4 separate regions of the Mus musculus genome follow, and regions 1, 2 and 3 are each linked to region 4. A link is a contact called in public HiChIP or PLAC-seq and promoter capture Hi-C data. All regions are on one chromosome and are shown on one strand. The core of a region is the stretch at or near the end of the contact, and the rest is flanking DNA. Distances in the headings are between cores, read along the strand shown.

Evidence for each region. Promoter capture Hi-C pulls out the DNA fragments that hold promoters and counts their contacts. HiChIP or PLAC-seq counts read pairs in DNA pulled down with a chosen protein or histone mark.
Region 1: a FOXA1 HiChIP or PLAC-seq map of pancreatic cancer cells shows a contact between it and region 4. The contact joins the enhancer-like site here to the promoter of Gmnn in region 4. A contact is called at or near these places in 2 of 39 promoter capture datasets (hippocampal neurons and liver), 2 of 15 datasets of contacts at CTCF or cohesin (embryonic stem cells and large pre-B cells), 2 of 484 Hi-C or Micro-C datasets (the G1E-ER4 cell line and Th1 cells), 5 of 115 datasets of contacts at active chromatin or transcription factors (bone marrow-derived macrophages, effector CD8 T cells, pancreatic cancer cells and 1 more) and 1 of 9 other capture datasets (pancreatic islet).
Region 2: an H3K4me3 HiChIP or PLAC-seq map of embryonic stem cells shows a contact between it and region 4, with 6 times the contacts expected there. The contact joins the promoter of 4932702P03Rik here to the promoter of Gmnn in region 4. A contact is called at or near these places in 2 of 39 promoter capture datasets (liver and pre-B cells), 2 of 484 Hi-C or Micro-C datasets (the N1E-115 cell line and muscle stem cells), 4 of 115 datasets of contacts at active chromatin or transcription factors (embryonic stem cells and pancreatic cancer cells) and 2 of 9 other capture datasets (adipose tissue and pancreatic islet).
Region 3: a promoter capture Hi-C map of hematopoietic stem and progenitor cells shows a contact between it and region 4. The contact joins the enhancer-like site here to the promoter of Gmnn in region 4. A contact is called at or near these places in 10 of 39 promoter capture datasets (the C10 cell line, the HPC-7 cell line, cranial neural crest and 6 more), 1 of 15 datasets of contacts at CTCF or cohesin (large pre-B cells), 2 of 484 Hi-C or Micro-C datasets (the G1E-ER4 cell line and cranial neural crest), 11 of 115 datasets of contacts at active chromatin or transcription factors (the 230-238 cell line, the HPC-7 cell line, acute myeloid leukemia and 6 more) and 2 of 9 other capture datasets (adipose tissue and liver).

Annotation. Positions count from the first base shown.
Region 1 is chr13:24,535,310-24,541,930 of GRCm38.p6, reverse strand. It overlaps a transcript of Ripor2 not described here. Among named protein-coding and RNA genes, the nearest start is that of Gm22013, 52 kb to the right of the region's middle. Within about 2 kb of position 4,995, at least 53 of the 459 cell types and tissues checked have an H3K27ac peak or open chromatin away from gene starts, as enhancers often do. A contact at or near this core is called in pancreatic cancer cells, where this site is marked.
Region 2 is chr13:24,902,497-24,909,382 of GRCm38.p6, reverse strand. It overlaps 4932702P03Rik (RIKEN cDNA 4932702P03 gene), which reads right to left and starts at 3,783. Exons shown (of 3, transcript NR_045182.1): 1 at 3,675-3,783. It overlaps Aldh5a1 (aldhehyde dehydrogenase family 5, subfamily A1), which reads left to right. Exons shown (of 10, transcript NM_172532.3): 10 at 1-1,804.
Region 3 is chr13:24,511,300-24,518,307 of GRCm38.p6, reverse strand. It overlaps a transcript of Ripor2 not described here. Among named protein-coding and RNA genes, the nearest start is that of Gm22013, 28 kb to the right of the region's middle. Within about 2 kb of position 3,072, at least 32 of the 459 cell types and tissues checked have an H3K27ac peak or open chromatin away from gene starts, as enhancers often do. A contact at or near this core is called in the 230-238 cell line, the HPC-7 cell line, hematopoietic stem and progenitor cells and 2 more, where this site is marked.
Region 4 is chr13:24,757,810-24,763,802 of GRCm38.p6, reverse strand. Gmnn (geminin) reads left to right here and starts at 1,866. Exons shown (of 7, transcript NM_020567.2): 1 at 1,866-1,990; 2 at 3,586-3,643. The coding sequence starts at 3,593.

The sequences.
Region 1 (6,621 bases), core at 3,746-6,245, 230 kb after region 4:
GTTTACCACCAGACATGTAGAAATACGCACATGCTTCCATACCAGACACGGATACACATGCTTCCATACCAGACACGGATACATATGCTTCCATACCAGACAGGGATACACATGCTTCCATACAGACACGGATACACATGCTTCCATACAGACACGGATACACATGCTTCCATACAGACACGGATACACATGCTTCCATACAGACACGGATACACATGCTTCCATACAGACACGGATACACATGCTTCCATACAGACACGGATACACATGCTTCCATACAGACACGGATACACATGCTTCCATACAGACACGGATACACATGCTTCCATACAGACACGGATACACATGCTTCCATACAGAGTTCTCATTTACAGCGAGGGATTTCATGAATCCTTTTCTAAAGTTGCTAACAACTCCTCTGGTATTTTGGTAATAATTAATCCAATTTTTAATTGCATATTTAATATTTCATATCAGGACTTGCACTTGCAGCTAGCATGTACCTCTAAACCGTTATACAGTGGCATCAAATTCTGAATTCTCTATGCAACGGCGAGGAGAAGGAGCTTTAAGACGTGATTTAGGCGTGTGTCTTGAGAATACGTGTATCTCAGAAGCGACTTTCACAGTCTTACTCACGCGTATCAGCTCTTTTGTCGTTCCGTCCGTCTTTCGCCATGTGATGAGCTACAAGAAGAATCTCACCAGACACAGAACTCTCAGCCATAGGCTTCTCAATTTCCAGAAGTGTAAGAAATAAACCTGTATTCTTTATAAATTCCCCAGCCTCAGAGATTCTATTATAACGCATGGCATGGTCAAAGTTTCCCTGTTTAAGGCTTTTTAGTAGTTCTCTGTGTTCCCATTGCAAAGTCTAAACTCCATCCCCTCCTTCCTTTTGTTTCTTTCATTGACAAATTCATCTTATCTTTCCAGCTTTGTCTTTAGACTAAAATGTGGACAAAAAAAAAAAAAAAAGCAAATAAAATAATAGAAAGCTAGATGGCTGGAGATGCAGCTCAGGTGGTAGAATGACTGCCTAGCAGGCACAAGGTCTGAGTTCCAGCCTCAGCACCATATAAGCCAGGTGAGAGAGCGCTACTTACAATGCAGTGCTCTCCAGAGTTCAGGGGCATTTGTACTACACAGCATGTTTAAGGGCAACCCAGAATAAATGTCTCTAAAACAAAGTGGAGATAGCTTGTTGTTTGATTTCTGACACTGGGTTATTCTATAACAGATTCCACACAGTTCACATGTGCCTTCTTCTTTTCTAGAACGAACCCAGAATGTTGGCCATGCTGTGTCTGATCTGAAGTCCTGTGTTCTGACTGCAGACTTGTATTAAGGTCTTCCACTGGGTTCACCTTTATGGGTGGTCCATGCATATAGACACACATGCTTTTCCTTCTGCCTCCAGCTCCTGGATGGGACACACACAGCATTGCATCAGCCAGTCCTGCCTTCCCAACTGCTCTGGGAGCTCCCATGAAGACCGATCGCAGAGATGCAGGATCCTTGAGGGGATCCAGGGGCTGCCTCCAGCTTCTGGCTGTAACTGCCTCACACGGTTGCCACTTGAGCATCTCGGTCTCAGACCTCACTTCCTTTGCTCTGTACCTCACTCCTCTCTAGAGCTTTGCACACGTTGGTTCTGAATAGAAGATTCTCACTGTGTCTTCTTGAGTGGGCAAAGCTTTTTACTTTTGATGATGGTTGCTTCCTCTAGGAGCCAATCCTGACCTTGAAAGCCTTCAAGATTGGGTTCCTGTGATCCACAGGACTTCATATTGAGCCGTCACCCCTCCCACTACAGGTGCCTCTTCATTTCCCTTCCTCCTCGACTGTCACATCTCTCAAGTCTGGGACATTGCTCTATGTACATGCCTCAAACCCCGTGCAGCCTACACTTAGCAAGTGTTCACTTAGTCAGTTAGGAAATGAATTATGAATACATGAACAGAGAGATGATGGGGCCTTTAGTTTGTATTTTAACCTATACACATCACAGGGCAATGTTGGATATATTATTTATGTGTAAAGTATCTTTAGACTCTTTTCTTTCCCCTGTGTTATTTTTCCCTTTGCTTTCTTCTCTGCTGCTGATTTTTTTTCTTGTTCTTTATAGTTTTGAGAAACTCTGCAGGAGAGCAGCAGGTCCTAACTGATGAGCACAGCACCCTGAAGAAGGTGCCCATTGTCCCCCGGCTTCCTGGACCAGCAGCAAAGGAACACGAGGTCCAGCTCTTGACAATAATCACCTTCATAAAGAGACAAATTGTATGGGTTCTTGTGTTCCTCAGGCAATGTTTTCCACTTCCATGGCAGGGGACCAGTTAGTGAGTTCAGAAAGTGGGCGACTGGTTCTATTGGTTCAGGACAATCAGAGATGCCATGACTTAGGGATGCTCTACATAAATAATTCAGTAAACACTGAGGACATGCAGACATATACATATGCACATACATATAAATGCACAAGTGTCCATGTACTCTCACATGAACTCCTGTGTATCAAACCTGTCACATATTTATGTATATATTTACATATGTGTACATATGAATATAAGCCTTATATAGGTATATATACATGGTTAAATTTAAAGACTATAAACAATTTATGCTATATGGTTCTTTCAGTGCTAAAGATGGATATATAATATCCTTAATAACTTGGGTCAGGAGTCAACGGACATCTTCTGTAAAGGGTCAAGTGTTTTGGAGGTGTTGCTGGCTCTGTCATCACTGATATAGTGACTCAGTCGTGTCATTGTGTTTAAAATAGCTATGAGTTGGCTGTGTTCCAGGGAAACATTCACAAAACAGAGCCAGGCTTGGATTAGGTCCATCAGCCTCAGTTTGGGAGACAGTTCTTAGACCACAGGTATGATGGGACACTTGGTAGGCAGCCTTAATAATGGCTGAGCTTCACTGTCCGTCTTCAGGAGACACACGTCTAGGTGCGTGTGAGGAGTTTCCAGAGAGTTTAACTGAAGAGGGAAGACCACCCTGAGTGTGGGCTGCACCCTCCGTGCCCTGGACTAAACACAAAGAGACAAGAGAAAAGGGCTCCTGAAGCCCAGCAAACGCCTATCTGCTTCCTGGCTGTGTAGGCACTGTAACCAGTCATGCTCCTGCTGCCATGCCTTCCCACAATGATGAACCATGGGACAAAGTAAGCCCTGCCTTCCTTAATTTGTTTGTGTCACAGCAACAAGAAAAGTCACTAACACAGCATCCAACACAAGATCTACCCTGAAATTAAAGATAACCATTTAATATAGTTACTTGGAGGATTGCCTTTAAATTTTTAAAATTACATTTAGTTTGTACGAGTGTGTATGTACAAAAGACACACACACACACACACATGCACATACACACACACACACACACACACACACACACACACACCACAACATGCATGCAATAATCAGAGAACAACTTCCAGGCATCACTTTTCTCCTTGCAGGAATGTGAGTCCCAGGGATCAGGTGATCAGGTATGGCAGCAAGCACCTTTGCCTTCTAAGCCATCGTGCCCACCCCACTGAATATTTACTCATTGAAAACTACAAAAATGTACAAATCTTGTAGGCAAGACTATAGTTATAAAACACACCCATAAGAATGTGGGCACACAGAAGGTGGAGAGGTTAAGAGCACCTGCTGCTCTCGCTGAGAATCTAGGCTCACAGCCACCTCTAACTCCAGCCCCAGGGCAGCTGATGCCCCCTTCTGGCCTCTGTGGGCACTGCATATACATGGTATACACACACACACACACACACACACACACACACACACACACACACAAATAAAAAACAATTAAGGTACAACCACCTGTCAGAAAAAAAGACCTATCAAAATATTATATATTCTTCATTTCCCATCTTTAACAATTATAATAACAGTGTTTAAAATGGTCAAGAAAATAGGCTCTCTAGGAACCACAGCTCTCAGAAGGTTTATTTTATCTATCTATCTATCTATCTATCTATCTATCTATCTATCTATCTATCTATCTATCTATCTATCTATTTTTGGCTTTCCTAGGCAGGGGCAATGAAATCTGGGTTTGGTATGCAGCTCTGTGGTAGGGCATTGGCCTAGTGTGTGTGAGGTCCTAGATTTCATCACCTGGTACTCAAAATATGTAAAAACAAAAAGAACAACCAAAACAGCAAAATTTAAACAAACAAATAAAAAACCCCAAACAAAGCAGACAAAGAAAGAAAGAAAGAAAGAAAGAAAGAAAGAAACTAACAACCTAACCCCTAGCTTGTGTTTTCTTTTTATAGAAGAACCCAGAGTTCACTAGAGAGTTCTTCCACTCAAGCTGGACTCGACAGCTTTGAAGCTAGAGTCTTTCTCTGTTATCTTGTTTCCTTGTGGGACTTGGAACGTCTACTTCTCCATCAAGTCCTTCATCCTCTGCTGGTCCAGAGGTTTGAAGAAGGTCCTGAGCCTATTCTGTCTCAAGACTGAGTCTCACTGCAGTGTCCCTAGACTCAGACAAGGTTCCATATTAGTCAGCAGAGACATGGTTCAAAGCAAATCAACTCAGATAAGACTCGCCATTCATCTATAAACATAAGAACCACTGCATACATCCAACAGCATATGGCTTTTCTGCCTTCTTATTTGTTTCATTTGAATGAAGCCCAAGAAACCTGTATGTTTGCCCCGGCAGTCATTGTTGTGCATACCTCACATCCTAATACTTAGGAGACCAAAGCTGGGAATCACAAGTCTAGGCCAGGCAAGCTTGGGTTTTGTATTAAAATATTATAGAGAGAAAAAGACAGGGAGAGGGAAGGGGAAGGAGGAGGGAGGGAGGGGGAGAGAGAGAGAGAGAGAGAGAGAGAGAGAGAGAGAGAGAGACTCTTAGTCATTGAAAAACAATTATGTTTAGTTGATGAGTTAGTTCCTTTCCTCACTGCAGGGACAAATACCTGACAGAGCAGTCACTATGACTCACAGTTACCAGCTACAGCTCATCATGGTGGGGAGGTTACAGCGTGAGGAACGTGAAGGACTGGTGATGTCGTGTTCACAGTGTGGAAGGAGGGAGAGACAGAGACAGAGACAGAGATATGGATGCTGGTTTTCTGTTCACTTCCTCCAGATTCAGGCCAAGTTCCCACCCCACAGGACGGTGCTGCCCAGAAGGAATACCTTTATACACACTGCCTAGATATGCTTTTGGAGTCTAGACAAGTCACTGATCAAGATTAATCGCCACAGCCACAGAGCCAACATCAGAAGGCTCTCTAAAGAAGATATTTGCAGGGCTGATCTAGTATCTGATGGTGTGACTGGTCTTACCAAAGGAGAGTTTAAAAGCAAGATCACTGTGGACATATCTGTTCACCAATTAAAAATTATGTCACGACACAAGTCTTTTCCATCTTCTCTCCTTTACTTGACCATGTCTCTTCATCCTAACATGACAGATGCAACTAACGTTTCGTGTCAAAAATGTTTTCAGAGGTTGCAAATCATAGCATATTTGGAAAACAAAATAAAACTATATCTTCATGAGCAGCAAAACATTGCCATTAAGTTTATACATTCTCTTATGGTCATTTAAGATGTTAGATGCTCACACAAAAGGTGTTTCTGTTAAATAAATGTTTAAAAAAAACATTTAGAAAAAAAAGAAAGAATAACAGGCAGTATAAGGCAGGTGGTTAGGACAAGGCATGGTCAGGGCACAGAGACAGCATCGTTAACACACACCTCCAGTGCTTTGTCTCTCTCCATGTACCCGTGGTTTTAGGAGAATTGACTTCTGAGCCTGGCATTTGCAGTCTTAGCACTTGAGATATGGGGGCAGGAAGCTCAGAAGCTCAAGGCCGTTCTCAGCTATACTTCAAATTCAAGGCCTGGGCTACATGAACTTCTATCTCAAGTGTGTGGTGTGTATGTGTGTGTGTGTGTGTGTGTGTGTGTGTGTGAAGAATTTTCTTCTCAGCGTTCTGCATTTATCATTGTTATTCACTCACTCATTCATTCATTCATTCATCCAATAAGCATTTATTGACAAGACAGCCCTGTCAATGACTGTACTGAGGTAGCAACCGTGTTGTAATGTGACCTAGCCTCCTCATGTTGACTGCTTTAAAAAAAGATCTTAACACAATTATTAATTTTTCTTTGCAAAAGTAAGTAGTATTTCCCCTTGACCCTAAGGTTTCAACTTGTCTTTCAAATGTTATCAACTAACCATGACAAATTCCAAACATTCTCTCCTCTAAAATCGTTTTTTAAAGATCTGTTTATTTTTGTGTTTATGTGTATGAATGTTTTGCCTGCATGCATGTATGCACACTATGCGTGGGTCTGTTGGATCCCCTGGAACTGGGGTTACAGATGGTTGTGAGCCACCCTGTGGGTGCTAAGAATTGAACCTGGGTCCTTTATGGGAGCAGTACTTACTCTCAAATGCTGAGGCACCTCTCCAGCCCACCCCTCTTAAAACTGATAAACCTTTGTTACCAATTCAAATGAGAGATGGCCTAGTTTTTCCTGTTCCTGCGGTAGCGGGTCTTTTGCCCACTCCCCAGATGAGGCTGAAGGACTGAGGCCCAGCACCCTCAGACTGGTTTCACCCACAGCG
Region 2 (6,886 bases), core at 2,534-5,033, 140 kb before region 4:
AAATTTTATGGACATGGCATTTTGCCTCTATGTATATCTGTGCACCACATGTGTGCTGGTTCCCTCAAGAGGCCAGAAAAGGGCATTGCATCACCTAGAAATGGAGTTATAGATGGTTGTAGTCCACCTTGTGAGTTTGGGGAGGCAAATCCTAGCTGGTCCTCTGAAGAAAGGCAGCCAAATCTTAACTTCTGAGCCACCTTGCCAACTCCGACATTTCTAATTTCTTAAGATTTGTGCCCATCTTTTTTTTTCAATTAAGAATACAAATGCCTTGCTGGCATTTTGTAGAAAATGAATACACTCACTGAATGTGAACTCATTCCAAATACACGTTAAACAGTGTCAACCAGCAGGTTCCTGGACTGTGCGGCAAGTTTGTACTTTTTGTGTGTGCATGTTTGATTTACTGGGTAGATCACTGGCCCACACATTTGTTACAATAAATGTAATCAATTTTTGTGATTAAAATAATGGGGATGGGTATCAGAGGTAAAGTATATCATTAGCATACTGGAGATGATGGGATTAGTCATCACCAAAACGTTAACATGAAAGAACATCTTACTTAGAAAAATGCTTTTGGGTTATGGGAAGACGAGTTTGGCTTTTGATATTGTTTTTAAACAGGATCTCCTGTTAGCCTTAAACTCCTGGGCTCGGATGATCCTTAGCTTCCCAGATATCTGTAACAATAAGCATGTTGTCACCAAATCAGCTAAGAGTCGATTTTTTTTTATTATTATTTTTAAGGGTTTTTGAGTTTGGGCCTCATGTAGTTCAGGCTCACCTGGGAACTCTCCTGCTCCACTTCCTGTGTTGGAGTCACGCCTGCGACCATGCCCAGCTAAGGAGTGTTTTTCGATGAACCTTTGTTACTGTTCCATAAGATATGTAACAGGTGGGAGTTTTTGAAGATGTCTATACAGTTATGTAAGAACAAGGCTTAATGAACCACAACCTGTGAGCCAGATCTGACCTGCCACCTGATTTTGTATAACTCATGAGTTTAAAGTGTTTTCATATGTCCCAATGGATTGGGTGGGTTAGAACAGTTGTTTCCTGAAACCTGTGAGTGAGCAGCCTCAGTGCCCCATGCCTGAGTAGCTGTGTTGTGACAGTATGGCCTACAGAGCCTAAAGGACTTGCTACAAAGCTGCTAAAAAAGGTTTACAGCCCTTATCTATACCAATCGAAAGACACTGGCTTCCCCTGCTTATGAGGCATTATTTTATTCTATTAAACACCTTCTGTGAAAAGGGCACATTTTCTGAGCCTTTGTTATTAGGGCTTCTTGGCAGTAATTATCAACTCAAATGATACTAGCCTGATACTAATCCTGTCTCCCAGGTAGTGGGGCTCACTGAAAGTGTCAAGAGTTCATCTGTGTTTTACATCTGAGGGCCTTTAAGCAGGGCCCCAAAGCAAGTGCTTGGTTCTTCTTTCGGTATCTTTGCTCTTCTGGGACTTGGGGGAGAATAAAGATCAGACACACAATGTAGACAAGCCTATTTTGTGATGTGATGACCTTCAAATTGGATCCCGTGGCTTGTCCTCTCTGAAGGCCGGAGCCCAGTGTTTTAGTTACCCCTGTGCAGCTACTTCAAAACAGAATTTTACTTGAATACTTAATACTGTGACTGTTTCATGCCATACTTTGTGAGACAAATCTCATGAGTTGTTGAGAAATATATATTGCTCTATAAACATGTACACATTGCTTCATTTTTCTAGTGTGTGACATTGTGTGATCAACAGAGTTGAATCTAATAAATGTTTAACAGGATTTCTTATTTCTGGGTTAAAGTGAGTGGCTGTGTTGGTTTTGCCCTTTTTACACCAGATCATTGTTGACAGCTTTTTTTTTTTGAATCGTTTGAGTTTTGAGTGGGTAGTGTTAGATCAATGTGGATATAAAATTATACTTCCTCACCAACAGTGCCCGATCAGTGAGGACCTCGTCCTGGGAGCTAAGCTAATAGCACTGGCACTTCAGCAACACCACGTGGTCCAGACCTGTGTCTTAGTTTCAGGGATGGGCAGCTGCCCAAGGTCATGCCCCAGCTCTCTCCAGTCTGTCTTCTACACACTCCACAGTTAGCCACTTTCTCCAGTCTTTTATTTTTACAGAGAAGTATGAGAAAGGCATTTTCTGAGCCCCTGGTATCCAGATACGATCCTGGAATACGAATGTGAACACTTGTCTGAGTGCATTTTCGGTTGCTAATAACACAATACCACAGCTTGGGTAAGTTGTATTGTTTTAGCTCATGGCTCTGATACAAGGTCAAGGCAATGGCCTTGCTAGCAGAATCCCTAGGCGGTATAGAGCATAATATGCAAAAGACCTAAGCAAACTGGCCTTTACAATAGAGTCACTCCTAAAGCTCCATTGAATTCCTAAGTGGTTGCATGGTGAAGGCAAAGCCTTAGTCAGCTATGAAAAGGTCCTGTATGACCCCGCCTCCTGGGCCTACAGGTGGCCCGTTCCTCGTGGGAGTTCCCCCACTAGGTGCCCCCCCCCCAACCCTCTGAGGGGCTTAGTCACCTTATGACACCAGTAAAATTGGATTAGGACCCAGCCTGACGGCTTCATTTTGAACCACTCCTAAAGGGCTCATCTCTTCCTACATTCTAGAATTTGGGGGTTAGGAGATCAACGTACAGATTTTGCCCCCAGGGTCCCCTGTGCCCGGGGGAAACCGGCTGTCTTCAAATTTAGACTTGGAATGTTGACACGAGCTTTCCCTCCCCATCCCCAACTCCCAGAGAGTTCATTTAAGGAGCAACAGCAGTGGGAACTCCAGGCAGAGCCTTGACCAGGGTTGAGCAGAGACCAGGACGAGAGGGCAAGCTCCCAGGCCTCAAGGCTCAGAGTTCCTCGCAGGTCCCAGCTGGACATGATGAAGGCAGGAGGGTGATACTGCTTCACAAATCAAGACAGAAAGGGTTGGCTGTGGGCTTCAAGTACTACCTCAATATGGAGCCTGCAGCCTTCGCTCCCAGACCTGATGGTTTCGCCCCTGCAGAATGCACAGGGAACCGCCTCTGAGTGGCAACTGACAGAGGCGCAGACAGCCCCACCTTTACTCTGCTCTGTGGCTACTAAGCTCCTAGTGGGGCTTTCTTCCCAGAGCGCCACAAAAAAAGAGGACCCTGGGTGATTCCCCCAGCGCTGCTCAGAGGGCCTCCTCCAACCCCTGGCTTGCTGATGAGTTCAGAAAGATTCAGTTGATGAGGGTTACAATAGTCCCGAGGACAGAGGCCAAGCCCAATCCCGAGGAACCGGAAGCACAGCCAGACTCTGGCATGTCCATACCAGGGGCACTTTCCTTTACATGTTGGGCGGTCCACAGACCTCTGCTCTCCGGGGAGTCACTTCAGCAATGGGAAAGCAGAACGCGGGAGCGCTAGAAGCCTCTTCCTCTAAGAAAAAACGAAGTGTGTTCTGGGGCAAGGGAGAAAGCTGACCTAGAAAAGGAAAGGGCGGGGGGGGGGGGGGCATACATAGTTAGACCTTTGAGAACATTTTTTAAAGTTTTTGTTTTCATGACAAAAAAAAAATGTGTTTTTTTTTTGTCATGCTATCATCACTATCTATCAGCTATCTATCACCGGTCACAATACCTGAGATTTGATGAATTTACAAGAAGGAAGGGTCTATTTTGACTCACCGGTCTAGTCCACCGTTGTGAGCAGCTTACTTTGGGACCGGGCCCAGAATGAGCATCAACAGAGCTGGGCTGAGGAAAACGGCTCCCACGGCGGGTGGAGAAGCAGAGCGAGGAAGGCACGCACCCAGTGAGGTCACTTCCTTCCACCGGACCCCACTTCTTAAAGCTTCCAGTGTGTTCCAGCAGTGGCGGGGTTTGGGGATCAAGTCTTCCCACACATTGGTCTTTCTGGGACATTTTAGATCCAAACAGTGGCCGAAAGTCATTGTCATTGGGCTGGTGTGTATTTGGCTCATCTCCCTTTCAAAAACTCAGTAAAATAAAGAACTCTTGCAAGACCGTAATGATCAAGGAGACTTTTAATTCACAGACCTGAGGAGTAGCACTCTGGGTCTCAGAACGGGACCTCCACAATTTACCCCAACAAAATTGCTAATAGACTGATGGAGACAACTTCGTGGTGGAAGAGATCCAAGAATGAATACATCCAGCATCAATTCTACAAAACTAGAAACTTCAAGGACGTCTGGTAATGTGGTTTAAGGGAAGGTGTGTCTATGAAGGGTCGCACAGAATCGTTTAGGGTGACGTATTCATTAGCTCAGTTAGAGCGGCGGCTCCAGGGCATGGACATATTCATCACATTATACTTAGTATGTGTAGTTTATTCTAAGTGAATTATACCCCAATATACTTTTTAAAAAATTACTTTTCCTGCAGTGCTATGAACTGAATTTAGGTTCTCACACACGTAGGTAAATTCCTAGTTGTAAATTGGTTTTTGTTTGTTTGTTTGTTTTATAAATACTGTCAGGGCTGTGCTACAGTGTCTCAAAATACAGTGGGGAGAGAGAGAGAGAGAGAGAGAGAGAGAGAGAGAGAGAGAGAGAGAGAAAGGAAGGGAAGGAAGGAAGGAAGGAAGGAAGGAAGGAAGGAAGGAAGGAAGAAAGAAAGAAAGAAAGAAAGAAAGAAAGAAAGAAAGAAAGAAAGAAAGAAAGAAAGAAAGAAAGAAAGAAAGAGAGAGAGAAAGTTAGTTTGCAGCAGGGACAGAATGTCCTTTAATATTGATAGAAAGCCACTGAGCTGAGACTGGTCAATTCAAGCTGACTGTCCTCAAGAAGGACCCGTGAGTTTCAGAAATTGTATTTGTTTTCCCAATATAGATACAGCAAATAATAGTTTTAGTCTTTGTTCATTTGGGGTGTGTGTGGTGTGTGTGTGTGTGTGTGTGTGTGTGTGTGTGTGTGTGGTTTTGTTTTGATTTGAGACAGGCTCTTTCTACGGAGCCTGACTGTTCTAGAACTTACTATGTAGACCAGGTTGGCCTTGAACTCACAGAAATCTGCCTGCCTCTGTCTGCTCAATGCTGGGATCAAAGGAGTATGCCATTATACCTGGCTAAGTGTTTTAGTCTTTGCAGACAACCCCTATTACAGTCCATTTAAAACCTTTTTGTGGGCTGGAGAGATGGCTCAGTGGCTATGAGCACTGACTGCTCTTGCAGAGGTCCTGAGTTCAATTTCCAGCAATGGTGGCTCATTACACATAGTGGTGGCTCACAACCATCTGTAAAGGGGATCTGGTGCCCTCATCTGGCGTATCTGAAGACTGTGACAGTGGACTCACATACATGAAATAAATAAAACTGAAAAAAAAAAAGTCTTTTTGTAAGATAAGAGCAGCCATGGGGTCATTCATACATAAACACATGAATGATCATGGTCCAAAAACTTTTTACAGACACAAAATTTGAAATTCATATTAGGCATGTGATCAAAACATTTCAATTTTTTTCCCAACCATATAAATCCTAAAACCTGGAGCTGGAGATATAATTCAGGGGTAGAGCCTACCATACACCAGACTCCAGGCTTCTGTCTCCAATACTGAGGGAGAAAAAAGAAAAAAGATTACAGTAAAAGCATTTTTTAAAAATCCCTTTTTAGCACATGCAGCATAAGAAAACAGGTCTCCTGATCCATCTCCAGGGACCCTCTCTATAGGGAGGACCAGAGGATCAGAGGATTAAACGGTCCTCCTCGGTGCCTGGCAGGCTGCTTGAACTGACTGTTCTCAGCAGGTTTATCTCTCGGTGTTAGAGGACATTCTGTCCTCCGCTGGAGAGGCTTGTAAGTGGCAGCCGTGCAGGCGAAGAGTGTAGATTCAGGCCAGTGTCCCTTGACCACAAGTCCCAGATTTAGCCACATTAGCAGAAGGAAAATATAGTTCTCCTTCAAAGAAGACTTCCTTAGATCATCATATGTATGGAATACAAGAATCAACACCTTGTCAAAACATGTGGAAGATAATACATTTAAACGAATAAAATCAAGACTCAGCATCCAGGATATCTTGGTCACATAAAAATAATAATAATAAAAAAAAAGTCCTCACTATGTGAAAGAAGTGTTGAGGAATACTTTTTTTGTTTTGTTTTGGGTTTTTTTGTTTTGTTTTGTTTTTCGGGACAGGGTTTCTCTGTATAGTCCTGGCTGTCCTGGAACTCACTTTGTAGACCAGGCTGGCCTCGAACTCAGAAATCCGCCTGCCTCTGCCTCCCGAGTGCTAGGATTAAAGGCATGTGCTACCACACCCAGCTACCTGTTTTTAAATTACAATTGTGTGTGTGTGTGTGTGTGTGTGTGTGTGTGTGTGTGTACATGTGCATATTATCCAGATATTTTGTGTGGAGGCCAGAGAACAACTTTGGGGCGTTGGTTCTTTCTGTCTACCATGTGGGTCCTGGGAATCAAACCTAAGTCTTCAGGCTTGGCAGCAGGGGTCTTGCCCTGCTGATCTATGTCACTGTTTTCTTACTTCACTGGATGGCTGTTTACTTCTTGAGACAGGTCTGTAGCCTGGGCTGGCCTTGAATACAGTAGTAGTTGTGGATGGTGATCTTGAACTCCTGATTTCCCCACTCCCACCTTCCAAGTGCTAAAATCACAAGTGATGGCTGTTCCTCATTGTGTGTCTTTTGTTTGTTTAAGACTTATTTATTTTATTTATATGAGTACACTGGTTGTGAGCCACCATGTGGTTGCTGGGACTTGAACTCAGGGCCTCTGGAAGAGCAGCCAGTGGCCTTAACCGCTGAGCCATCTCTCTTTAAGGTGTCTTAAACATACTCAATTGCAGGATGCTGGCATTTGAATCTTTCTAAAACAGTAACTAGTTGTGCGCTCAGCCTCTGAGCCCTATAAAATGCTTTC
Region 3 (7,008 bases), core at 1,823-4,322, 250 kb after region 4:
GAGTGTGGTGTGTGTGTGTGTTGTTTGTGTTTGTGTGTGTGTTGTGTATGAGTGTGGTGTGTGTGTGTTGGGGGTGGTGGTAAGTAGCACAGGGCATGCTCCATGCCTCCTGGCCATCCCCATTCACAGATCCTGGTGTCCTGGGGCTGGTGGGAGTTGCAGAGATCTGATTGAGGTACAGTCAGGGAGAGGGTGATTCAAAAGCTTCTATTTATTTAGTTTTAGAATCGTTCTAGACAAAGAACTGGAAAGAAATGCCCTTGGCATTTACATTTCTCCTACCTGGAAACAGTACTTGAAGTTTCTATAGAAATTCTCTACTGAATAAGAATGCTCTGGAAAACAGGGGAGGGGGTGTGGGGGTGGCAGGTGGAGGGTGGGGCACTAAGGATACTGACAGTGTGACCACTGTCAAGATGAGCCTGGCCTGGTGGTACATGCCTGTCATCCCAAGCTTGAGAGTCGGAGGCCAAAGATCAGGAATTGAAGGTCTTCCTTGCATTGCTGTCCCAGAACAAGAAAATCACAAAAGGAGGAGAACAGAGGAGGAAACTCACCGCCCCTCCTCCCCCACGAGCTCCCCAGGGAGGTCAAAGCCAAAGGTCCCTATGTCTTAACCTGAATGTCTGAGCTGGAAAGCTGTTTCACTATTCTAAAAATAAATAAAAGCCAAGGCTGGACCCTGGGTTTAAGACTCTGCACATTAAACCATCTGAAGGACAGCCTGGGAGGCGGTGATCTGTGGAACTCCTCCCAGCTTTGGAAACATTGGTTTTTGACTGTCAGTCATCCCCAGTTCCTGTGGTCCTTTAGTGAGTTCCGGCACGTGGGAAGCTGTGTTTCTTTGGGGTCAAAAGTCAGACTTGTAGGAGACTGAAGCAGGGATGGGTTTTGAGGTGTTGGTTTAATCCATGGGCTTCTGGGTTTCCAAAGGATGCTACATTTGCCCTCAATGCCAGCGTTCAGAAAACAAATTGTTAAGGGTAGACATCTTGTGTGGGATTAAAAGCCACAGGGATGCTCGGTTTTTCTAAATAACAAGTTTGTTTGTTTATAACAAGTTTGTTTGTTTGTTTGTTTGTTTGTTTCATGTAACCAGGCTGGCCTTGAATTCTCTATGTAGCTGAGAATAACATCTAACGCCTGATTTTTCCTTAATTTCCTGGTGTGCTATATCATAGACATATACCAGCCAATATGTTTATACAGTGCTGAGATCGAACCCAAGACCTTATACATAAGTAGGCTAACAACTACTCTACCAAAGGAACCAGTTACATCCCCAGCCCACACATGAACCATTTATGCCTGCATGCAGGTCTGTGTACCACACGTTTATAGCGCCTGTGGAAGAGAGCATTGTCTCTTCTGGGACTGGAATTACAGATGGTTTGAGCTGCCATATAGGTGTTGGGAGTCAAACCTTGGTCCTGGAGGAGCAGCCAGCAGAGCTCTTAACAGCCGAGCCATCTCTCCAGCCCCAAGGGAGCCACTTTTGAAAGCCTTTTACTCAGCAAGATAGTTCTATAAATGATTGTTACTTACAAGTTACAGACTGAACAAAACCACTCAGAACCCCATAAAAGCTTTCATTTCAGGCTACTGTGTGCAGAAAAGAGGGGCATTATTTTACTTCCATTTATTGACATGGTGATGGGGGTCCTTCTGTTAGATATTTGCATAGCTACAATATGCAGAGAAGACAGGATTGGGTTTCCCTTGGTAAGGCTTATGATAATGTACATGGGTGATCTAGAGAATATCTGTGCTAAGCAAATGAAAACCAACCACAGGGCTAGGTGTGAAAGGTTCATGTCTAATACTGGTGTCCAAGAGACTCACGCAAGAGGACTATCTTAAGATTTAGGTCAACCCAGGCTGCATAGTAAGGGCCAGACCAGCCAACGCTACAGAGTTAGGCCTTGTCTCATAAAAACAAACCAAAATGGAATGAAAAGAAGAAAAAGAAGAAGAAGAAAGAAAGGACAGAAGGCAGATTGCAGGCATGAGTGTTCTGAAGGACTTTGGAAGTTCAGCATGGCAGCCAGCGAGGCAGTCACTATAAATCCTTGGTTTTCCTTCAAAATGAGAATTGCCAGAACCCCTCAAACACTCATTATCCTATAAACACTCATTATCCTATAAACACTCATTATCCTATGGTGGTTGCTGTACATTTGTCTTCTCTTTTTGCTCTACTTTTTTTTTTTTTTTTTTTCTGAGACAGGGTTTCTCTGTGTAGCCCTGGCTGTTCTGGAACTCACTTTGTAGACCAGGCTGGTCTTGAACTCAGAAATCTGCCTGCCTCTGCCTCCCAAGTGCTGGGATTAAAGGCGTGCACCATCACTACCCAGCTACATTTTTTAAAGTTAAAAAAACCCAAACATATGCATATTTCTCAAAACCTCATTTGTATGAATTCCACAATATGAATTGTCACACAGTGATTTTCGAATTGGTGAACATTCCCTGTAAAACAGTGGCCCTCATCTTAAAAGGTCCTGGACAATTTCAAATAGAAAAAAATATATAGAGAGGAAAGTGTTAAGGATATGGAAAAAGATTGCCTCTGAAATGAAGATGGCGAGAGCCAAGAGGCTAGAGGCTGGGAGCTAGAGATTGCAGGCTGAGACTGGAGGGCAGGAAGCTGGGAGATAGAGGTTAAAGGTCAGGACTGGAAGCAGGAAGCTCTAGAGGCTGAGACCCAGAGAATAGCAGCTGAAGGCTAGAGGGGGCAGGAGCCAACAAAGGTTTGAATCTCCAGGAGACCATAGTTAAGGAGGGCAGTTTCATTAGACACTTCCTCTTTTTCTTTCAGCTTGTGTGTGTGTGTACGTGAGTGTGTGCATGAGTGTGTGTGTGCTTGTATCACTGCATGGATGAAGGTTAGAGGACAATCTGTAAAAGTTGATTCTCCCTCAGGGGACAGGAGTCTTGAACTGGTTGACTTTCTCTGCAAGATAAAGAATTAAAAGGCAGGAAAGTCTTGAGCACAGCAGATAGAGGTAGAGACATTGCAAACACAGCAGAGTAGCAGAGTCAGCGGTTAAAGAAAGACGTTGATTGGGGGGAGGAAACTCACAGGTACAGCAAGACACAGAGGGAAAAACCTCTCTGCCAAACAGAGGGGGCGGGGCTCAGATACAGAGAGGGGGCGGGGCTCAGATGCAGAGAGGGGGCGGGGCTCAGATGCAGTCTCTCATCTGGGGCTCGGGTTTAAGCATCAGTTGATGGGCCCTCCTCTCCTAATCTAGGGATGGTCAGGGTAAATGACAGGGTAGCTGAGAGGTCTACAACTTTGGTGTAAACATCTGGCTTTGAACTTGTCTGACCAGTCCTTCAGCATGCTGATCTCACTGGCTGGAGAAAAAAAAAAGCCTGCTAGTCTTTGGTTTTAAGCTGCCAGGCTTTGGTCTCTGGTCAGAAGGGCAAGGAAGAAGCCACCATCTTGGAAGTTGACTTATCCTTATTACTTACCTGTCTTAGTCATGGCCCCTCTCCCTATCTGTCTGTCTATCAGGCATCAAATGTCTAGTCTGTGGTGGTCTGAATGAGAATGGTCCCATAGTCTCATGGTCGAATGCTCAGTTCCCAGTTAGTGGGAATGTTTGAACACTGTTAGGAGACATGGCCTTGCTGGCGTAGGGTGTGGCCCGTTGGAGGAGTTATGTCACTGGGGGTGGGCTTTAAGGTTTAGGAAACCCAAGACAGGTCCAGTCTCACTCTCTTTTCCTCCTGCTTGCTGATGAGGATGTAAGCTCTTAGCTACTGCTTCCATACTATGCCTGCCTGCCTGCTTGCTGCTACATTCCCCACCACGATGACCATAGACTTAACTTTCTGAAACTGTAAGTAAGCCCCATTGAAATACTTTCTTCTGTAAGTTGCCTTGGTCATGGTGTTGCATCTCAGCAATAGTAACTAACTAAGACCTAGTCTCTCAGGTCCCAGGGTTCAAATTCAGGTTGTCAAGCTTGCCAGCAAGCATCTCTAACCACTGACCCTCCTGCCAGCCCATATTTTATTTTTGAAGTAGAAAGTTTAAAAAGAATTTGAATAGCTCTGACAAACTATTTCTTCATGCTTTATCTTCATGCAAGGACTTACTCCATGTGCTTGGCTGCACTGACAAGGCATCAGAAGCCCAGAGAAGTGACATGAAGTATCAGGACCCTGAACACAAGCAGCTTCCAGCCTGCTCTAGGTCTCAAAGGGGCAGAGTTCAAGAGTAAATTGCAAATAACCCCAAAGTTGGAAAGGAAGGCTTACCTGGGGAGAGTTGGGGCCCAGGGTCTAATAAAGTATAGACAAGTGTGCTGTGGCATCCATTTCCTCCAACATATCACAGAAGAAAGGGTTCCGTGTTATATGTTGTGAAGGAAGTAGGTCACCACATCCTTGGTTAAGCTACAAAAAGGACATTAGGCACGGACTCTTGGGCACTGAAATCCCATGAGCTCAGATGCAGTGTTGGACCGAGCTGGGTCCCTGCTCAATGTGAGGGTTGGGCCTTTGCAGATCTTGGAAGTGGTGGGTCCAAGGCACAAGAAGTAGCTTAGCCAGAGACCTTGGTAAACTGGCTCCACAGAGATTGAGCCTTCCCACCTGCTCTCAGATCACACAGATCGCTCTCTGAGGAAAGGAGGAAACACTAGCTGAGCCCAGCCTGAGTTGCTGAGTGACCACGTTATTTCCTCAGTGGACCCCACCCCTCACACTAAAAGAAACCCCAGGCCTCAGAATTAGATGCTCTGAAATGACTTAAACTGGTGGCCAGTGTTTCTCATGCTGTTCTTAGGGTCTGAATAGTTACCTGCGGCAGACAACACTATCCGGTCCTGACCTGCTCACAGGACCACCCCTAGTGAAAAACAGAGGGCTCTTGGACTCTGCCAGTGAGTGGAAGGTGGAGCCTCTAATTAACTAACTAATTAATTACCTCAGTTTTCACATGAGGAAAAGTGAGGCGCTGCAACCAAGCAAGACTTCCAGCTTTGTAATCAGTGAGTTCACACATGAAGGACAGAGATAGCAAGTTTTAATTATTTCTTTTTTCAGGTTGACACATTAGGCCACACCATCTGGTCCACACTGGTGTCAAGAACTGGGGGGAAAACAAGGCTGACCCCATGCAGGAGGAAGAATGGAAAGACTGAGGGTGGATATGAGAGCCAGCAGGGGCAGGAGAGGACTTGACCAGAAGAGAAATGGATAAAGGTTTTAGTTTCATGACTGCCTTGTGATAAAATACCTCAACACAAGGAAGCTTAAGAGAAAAAGGTTGCTGCGTTCACAATTCCAGGTTACAGTCCGTCATAGTGGGGACGTCAAGGCAGCAGAAACCTAAAACAGTCACATCAGCTAAGAGCAGAGAATGCACGCATAGTTAGTTCTTTTCTCTACTCTTACACTCCAGGGTGTGGACCTAGGCAATGGTGCTGATGACTTACAGGGCAGGTCTTCCACCATCTATTAAGATAATCAAGAGACACTGCCCACCAAGACAAGCCCACCTGATCTGGGGAACTTTCTTCCTAGGTGATTCCAGATGGTGTTAATAAGAAAATTAAAATTAGCCATCCAGCTTCGTTCTAGCTGTAGCCAAAAGAACATAGTTGACTGTGTTAGGTGGGTGAGGCCCCTGGCTGATGTCCTACAGAGGCGTAGTGTCAGAGCAGGGAGTGGATCAGGGCTCTGACCAGTGTGCTTACAGCCTCCTCCTACCTTCTCATGCAATGCAAAAGCAGGTGCTGCTGTGGAAAGAGGAGAACTGTGTATCTCATCCTGAAGACGGCGTCTCCCATCTTAAAAATAGCAGACAACTTCCTTTTCATACCAGAGAGCAAGTAGAGATGTCCTCTGGGCATTGCATCTCTAGCCTTGCCAGGCTCCTCACTTGAGCGTTGGATTAGAAACAAAGATTTGCTTAGCTACAAGCTTTCCTCACGAAATCAAGGTGTTCTCGTGCTCTTTTGTTCTGGGTGCAGGCTGTAACTGGTTAAGATGAGAACACACAATGGATCCCAGCAGGAATTAAGGAGAGAAAATGGAGGGGGAAGTCGCTTTGCAGCCTCAAAGTGTCCATGACGCTCAGGGCTAGGTCAGCCTCCAGTACAGGATGCCTCTTCCTGCTTTGCATCCTCCACCTCAGCTTTGCATCCTCCGGCCTTAGCTCCTCTTCCTCTCTGCCTTTCTGTCAGCCCTGCTCCAGGCTACTCAGCTGTCTCCTGCACTGCTCTGTAACTGCATCACGTCACGCGGAAAAATGCACATGGAGTCAAGTCCAATACGTCATGAAGCACAGTCATTTGCGGTCATTTGCTACTAATTGATTGAACCATCTCGATGTGTCTCAATGATGACCTCACAATATCTGTGAAGGGTGGTGGGGCTCTAGGGACATTTAGTCATTGACCTGCCCACAGCTCCCTCTGGACAGGACCAGAACCAGGAGTAGAATGGAGGTGCCTGAATGTTGGGGGTGTTCACCCTGACAGTACCTGTCTAGCTGTGCTCTTCGGATTACAGATATTACTACCTGTGCATAATTATATTAAATATGTCCACTCTATCTAATTCAATATAAAACATATCCAATATTCTCACTCACTAATAAGGTATCTGTTGTAAAATATAGATTGTAATAATCTAACCATGAAACAAAGGCAGAACTATCACACAGGAAACAGACCATCGACTGAGGAGTGCTCTGAAGACAGGCTGACACTGAAGGCCACAGAGGAGTATGGAGGGGAGGGGAGAGAACCCAGACCTTTCCTGTTGTGACCACAGATGTTTTGTCAGTTCTCAGGGCTGAAACTCAAAAGTGAATTTTTCTCTGATACCTCATGGATAGGGCTGAAAAAAATTAGAGGATTGTCACAAAGGTTGGATGGCAAATAGAGAAGTGTGCAAGCATCTGCAGCTTTGAGAGCACTAAAACCAGGTTTTCTCAGCATAGCAAGGAAATACTATATACCCAGGTTATCACATCACAACTCAAAAGAG
Region 4 (5,993 bases), core at 617-3,116:
GTGTGTGTGTGTGTGTGTAGGTCAGAGGACAACTTTTAAGAGCCAGTGCTCTCTTACCATCGGGTCCTGGGGATGGAATTCACATGGTAAGTCTCTGCAGTAAGCACTCTATCTGCTTAGCCATTTCCTTAGCCTCTCCCTCTCTCCCCCTCCCCTCCCCCCGTTCCCTCATTTTGGAATAGGGTCTCCCTACATAGCTCAGGATGACTTCAAACTCAAGATCCTCCTGCCTCAACTTCCCTAGTGTTTGGATTACAGGTGTGAGCTATCATACCCAGCTTCAAATTGCATTTCTTAGGAAAAGAAAATTCTTTTAAAACTTTGAGTAACAGCCTCAGTGTGGTGTTGGTGCACACCTATAATCCCAGCACTCGGGATGCAGAAGCAAGCAGATCTCTATGAGTTCGAGGCCAGCCTGTTCTACAGAGTGAGTTCTTGGACAGTCCAGGCTACACAGAGAAACCCTGTTTGAGAAGCAAGCAAGCAAACAAAATAATCCACAAAAATTTGAGTAGGAAGAATCTTAACTTTCCCACCAAGAACTTTCTTCCTCATCCAGACCTGAAGTCCAGGTCTCACTAGAGAGCATGAGAGAGCAAAGGAGAAGTCGCCAGTATTCTGAGGGCAGAACACATATGCAGTTCCTCTGGAACTTGCCAGGGGACTTGAGGCTGAGAGGTGATAGTGTGGTAACTGGCTGGACCATAGAATACAGGTTCTCTGTGGAAATGGATAGAATATTTTCCCATTGAGCAGGATTTAGTGCTGGCTAACATGCAACATTTTGTATGTGTACAAATGCTTGGCCTGCATGTATGGGACCTGCTGCCCCCCTTCCCCCCACTGCCATACCTTCCCGACTCTGAGGACTGTACGCTTAAATTGTGAGCCCCGACAAACCCTTCCTTAAGTTGCACTGGTCAGGTATTTGTTACAGCAACAAGTAAGGTGACAAATACATTGACTTTTCTCAGCCTCTAGGCCATCGCGGTTCCCTTGGCCCTAGTTCTGTTTCCTTCTAAATTGTTATTGACTGATAAAGCAGGTTCTGGTGTTAGCAACCCTACTGCATTCTGTCTATGTAACCTGGCTGGCTTTAAACTTATATTTATATAGCCAGCCAGGAAGTCCTTTATAGAGGTTTCCTGTATTGCAGCCCTCCCTCCTTTGTTTAGATTTACTGAGGTATAGTTTAGGTTTTTCAAAGTTGCCTGTGTGATGCATATTCATCTTGGTGTCCATGAAGGGCATCAGATCTCCTGGAACAAGGGCTATGGATGGTTGTAAGCCACCATGTGGGTGCTTGGAACCAAACCCAGGTTTGTCCCGTGCAAGAACAAATGCTCTCAACCAAGGAGCCATCTTGCCAGTTAATTGAGGTCTAGTTCAAATACAGTAAAAGTCATCTGTCTTAAGTATAGAGTTAAAATTCCTCAGCTTCAACTTTTTTTGTTAGCTTGAAGCGGGCCCTTGCTATTTCTAGTGACTGTCACAGTGTGACTTTTGAGTCATCACGTTTCGTCTGTTTATTTGCTTCCTTTAGTGTGTGCGCATCTAGGTATGCATGCTTGCATGTATGTATATTAAAAACTAAACACACAAAATACCTTGGAAAAAATATATGTATATTCTCGTGTTTGCCGCTAGTGAGAGTCTCTTTTGTCCTCGCCGGCAGACACTTGGAGCCGGAAGCGGAGGGTCAGACGGCAAGGTCAGAGGGCACACACTCCTAAGGCAAGAGGAACCTCGGTGACCTCTTCCAGAGACTGCACGCACCTTGGCTGGGTGCGCAGGCGCACGGAAGCCACGGGCGCGGTGGGCGGCGGCGAGAGGCGATTGGCTGAATGCCGAGGCTCCGCCTTTCGGCGCGTCAGCTACCGGGTCGGCGGGTTAGTCTGCAGGTTCGGGTCGTTCTGGCGTCGTTGAATCCGGTGTGGTGCCAGGGCCTTGTGCGGCTCTCACGCTCGCCGGGAACTGAGCATTGCTGTCTGTGAGTCCGAGGGCGCGGGAGACCGAGGGCGGGGCGAGTGCAACTCCGGCCGCGGGATCGCCGGGCTGGCCCGAATGCCCGGCCTGCTTCTCAGCCACGGGGAGCCGGCCTGGGAGGCGACGATTTGAAGGGACCCGAGTCTGGGGACTTGAAAGGGACCCGAGTCTCGGCCCGACTGCAAGGCAAAGCTGGGCGAGCTGAGACGAGGGGCTGCGCCATTGGTGAGGTCGGTTTTGGCGCGCTCTGGTGTTCGCTCTTCCTATTGGCTGGCGCGCGCCGCGTTGGGCGGGGCCGGCGCGCCCGGGGAAGTTTGCTGCCTCGGAGTCCGGGCTGATTGCACGGCTAGGGGTTGAACTGGGTGTAGATCCCTCCCGCCTGCTCACCAACTGCAGCAAACGCTACTCCTGGGACAAGGGCATTGAGTCCTGCGTCTGCTCTCCCAGTGGTGCCGCTGTAGGTGATAGTAGGTTCTCCGACACTGTCTCTGTGCTCACGACTCACTAATGATAGCGGGATCTTGGCCCACTGCCTTCGTTATCCAAGTCTGGGCCTGGTGTCAGTGCTCAGTCTCCTGCACCCAGGAGGTTGAGGCAGGAGGTACAGGAGTTCAAGGTCAGCTTTGCCCACTTAGCCATTTAAAAAGAAAAGAGAAATACATCAAAGCCCCTGCGAATAGGTTTCCGATCGGGTTTTTTGTTTGTTTGTTTGTTTGTTTGTTTGTTTTTCCGAGACAGAGGGTTTCTCTGTGTAGCCCTGGCCTGGAACTCACTCTGTAAACCAGGCTGGCCTTGAACTCATGAATCCGCCTGCCTCTGCCTCCCAAGTGCTAGGATTAAAGGCGTGTGCCACCGCTGCCCAATTTTTGTTTTGTTTTGTTTTGTTTTGTTTTTGGCGATCGGGTTTTATTAACTTGAAATAGAATAGGAAATAACAGAACACCACTCTGGCTGGGCTATAAGTTGTTTATATTTGCATACATGGGTGAGTGCCAGGGCACAATGTAAATTTTTAATTACATGTAAGTAAGAGGTGGGGGGTACAGTTTACCGTTCCCCCTAGCCTCCTTTTAAATTCAGCTTGGTCTTGTGTTTGCTACGTAGCTGACTATAACCTTGAATTCTGGTTCTCTGCCCAGCTGCTGGTATTATGGACTTGTGTCTGGTTATGCAGTACCAGGAACTGAGCTGAGCCTTTGTGCATGCTTGTTATGCACAGTACTCACTGAGCTCGACATCTTGGTTGGAGCCAAAAGATCTTGGGTTTTGTTTTTGTTTTTGAGACAGGCTCTTGGCTGCGTAGCCTAGGCTCCCATAGGCTCCTATCTCCACCGTGTTCCAGGATTGCAGTCATGTGCATGATGCTGTTCTTTAGGGTGAATGGGCCCAAGTGTCTGTTTGGCTTTTCCCAGTGCCCTTTTCTCAGGTCTTTTTGAGATCTCTGTAGTTTGTACAGGACACTGTGCCATTGTTACAGATAGTGGTTCTACCATAAAGTAGTAAGATTTTTGTGGTATAAATAATTTTCTAAAAAAAAAATCTAGATTCCACATTCAGATATAAATACTGAAATCACCTTTTCTTCTTGTGCTTTGCCAGCTGAAAAATGAATCTCAGTATGAAGCAGAAGCAGGAGGGAGCCCAAGAGAATGTGAAGGTATGTAATGGAGCCACTTCAGTGTGCTTGAATTTGTTTTAATTAAGAGGTGAAGTTTTGTTGTGTTGCCCAGGCTGGCCCCAAACCCCGGGGGCTGAGATTTCCTCCAGTGCCAGAGTGAACGGAGTATACGCTTGTATATAGTTTTAGGAAGAGGGTTAAGATTTAAATATGAGTGAAACTTGGAGTCTAGAAGTCTGCTCTTCTGTGCACTGTGTGTTTAGAGAAAAGGATATAGTAGTATACATTCCGTGGGCTATCGTTCAGAAAGCTTACATCTATGAAGTGGAAGTCGTGGAAGTGTTGTGTGTGAACGTGAGCATGACAGCAGGTGGGTTGGCTTCTTTGACCATGATCAACATCAAGCACTTAGTTGTATTTTCTTCTGTTTGGAGACTTGATTAATCTGGCACCTACATTGTATCTGAGATGTCGTGATAATATTTGTTCTCGTGGTGGCTGGCATTGGTCCCTCCGTTGCACAGCGAGATAAGCAACACTAGAGGCTACCGTGGGAAAGGTGGACGCAGCCGTGTGAAGCACAGTAACTTTCTCACGCAGGTGTGGTGTCATGTTCTTGCTAACCTTGCTTGAGTGTTTACCATTGTTTGCTGTCCCATGGTGGCAGTATAACTAATGATTTTCTTTCCCAAATAAAACTTTCAAATCGGGAACACTACAGGGGCTATTTGCATATCATAAAGAAGGCAACTTTTTGTTTTTAAAATAATAGCTTGGGCATTTTAGAAGGCTTTTGTTGTTTGTTTTTGGAAGGGCTTGTTTTGAGGCAAGGTCTTACTAGTAGCCGTGGCTATCCTGAAATTCATAGAAATTCTCCTATCTCTGCCTTCCAAGTGGCAGGATTAAAGGTTTATGCCACCAAGTCTGGCTTGTTTTTGTTATTGGTGTTTATTTTTTGATATAGGTTCTCAGTAAGTGGCCCTGGTTACTGTGCCACTCACTGTGATGTAGACATCTGGCTGGCCTTGAACTCAAGAGAGCTTCTCCTGCCTGCCTCCCAACCTACCCAGTGCTGGGATTACAGGTTTGTGCTACCAGCCTGGACCAGAGTATTTAATTTGCCTAAAGCACTGACATTCTATCAATGTCCTAATGAATGGACTTGTAGCAAAACTGCTTCTACTGTCAGGGGATAGCTGAGGGGCTACCATTATCCACACATGCATTTGTTCCCACTTACAATTCCACCTACAATGTATTGCTAAAAGTTACATTCCTTGTGTCAGGCACGGTGACACACCCGTTAGTCCCAGCAAGAAGGTATAAGCAGGTGGATCTCTGTGAGTTTAAGGCCAGCCTGATCTACATAGTAAGTTCTAGGATAGCCACAGCTACACAGAGAAACCCGGTCTCAGAAAAACCAAAACAACAACAAACCCACCATGAGCAGAAACAAACAGGATGAGAGTTTATTTCAGGTTCTAGCTCTTGAGTCACTGTCTGACCCTTGAGAGAGGGCAGAACAGGAATTCAAGGCAGGAACTGAAGCATAGGCCATGCAGGAACGCTCCTTACTTACTGGCTTCTCCCCTAACCCCTCACCTCTAGCCAACTCTTAACCCCAGGGATAGCATGGCAACAGCTGAGCCCTTCACATCGACAATCAATCAAGAAAATGTGCTTCCTCCCCGCCCCCCACTTGTCTATAGGCCATTGTGATAATAGCATTTCAACAGCTGAGCTTCCCTTTTCCCAGATACGGTCGTTTTTTTTTTGTTTTTGTTTTGTTTTGTTTTGCTTTTGTTTTTGTTTTTTGGTAAAAATTAACCAGCAGGTTTTCACAAATGTCCATTATTGTTTGGGAATATTTAGAGTTCTGAAATGAGATGAATCTTTTTTATTAGAGAGTATTTTGTGGTTTAACTTACTCTTCTCTCAGTGTTTACCTCTTGTAAGTAGAGTGTTTATAAATTCCAAATTTGGAAGAATCTTTTTTTTTTTTAATCTTTTTTCTCGAGACAGGGTTTCTCTGTGTAGCCCTGGCTGTCCTGGAGCTCACTTTGTAGACCAGGCTGGCCTCGAACTCAGAAATCCACCTGCCTCTGCCTCCTGAGTGCTGGGATTAAAGGCTCGCGCCACCGCTGCCCGGCTAGTGTTTGGACAATCAATGCCAACACAGGAAGTATGTCACGTGTGTTTTGCCTGAGATAAGTAAGTTGACTGTGAGTACAGTGAGAATATGTGTGAGAATGAGGGAAGTTATGTGTATCTGGTTGGATGGTAGGGCCCATTAACGATCTTTTCAAGCTTTAGTATTCTCTTGGGAGATGAGTCTGCTGGTTGATGAAGCCAATATCTGGTTTGGATACAGCACTGTGAGACTTTATGT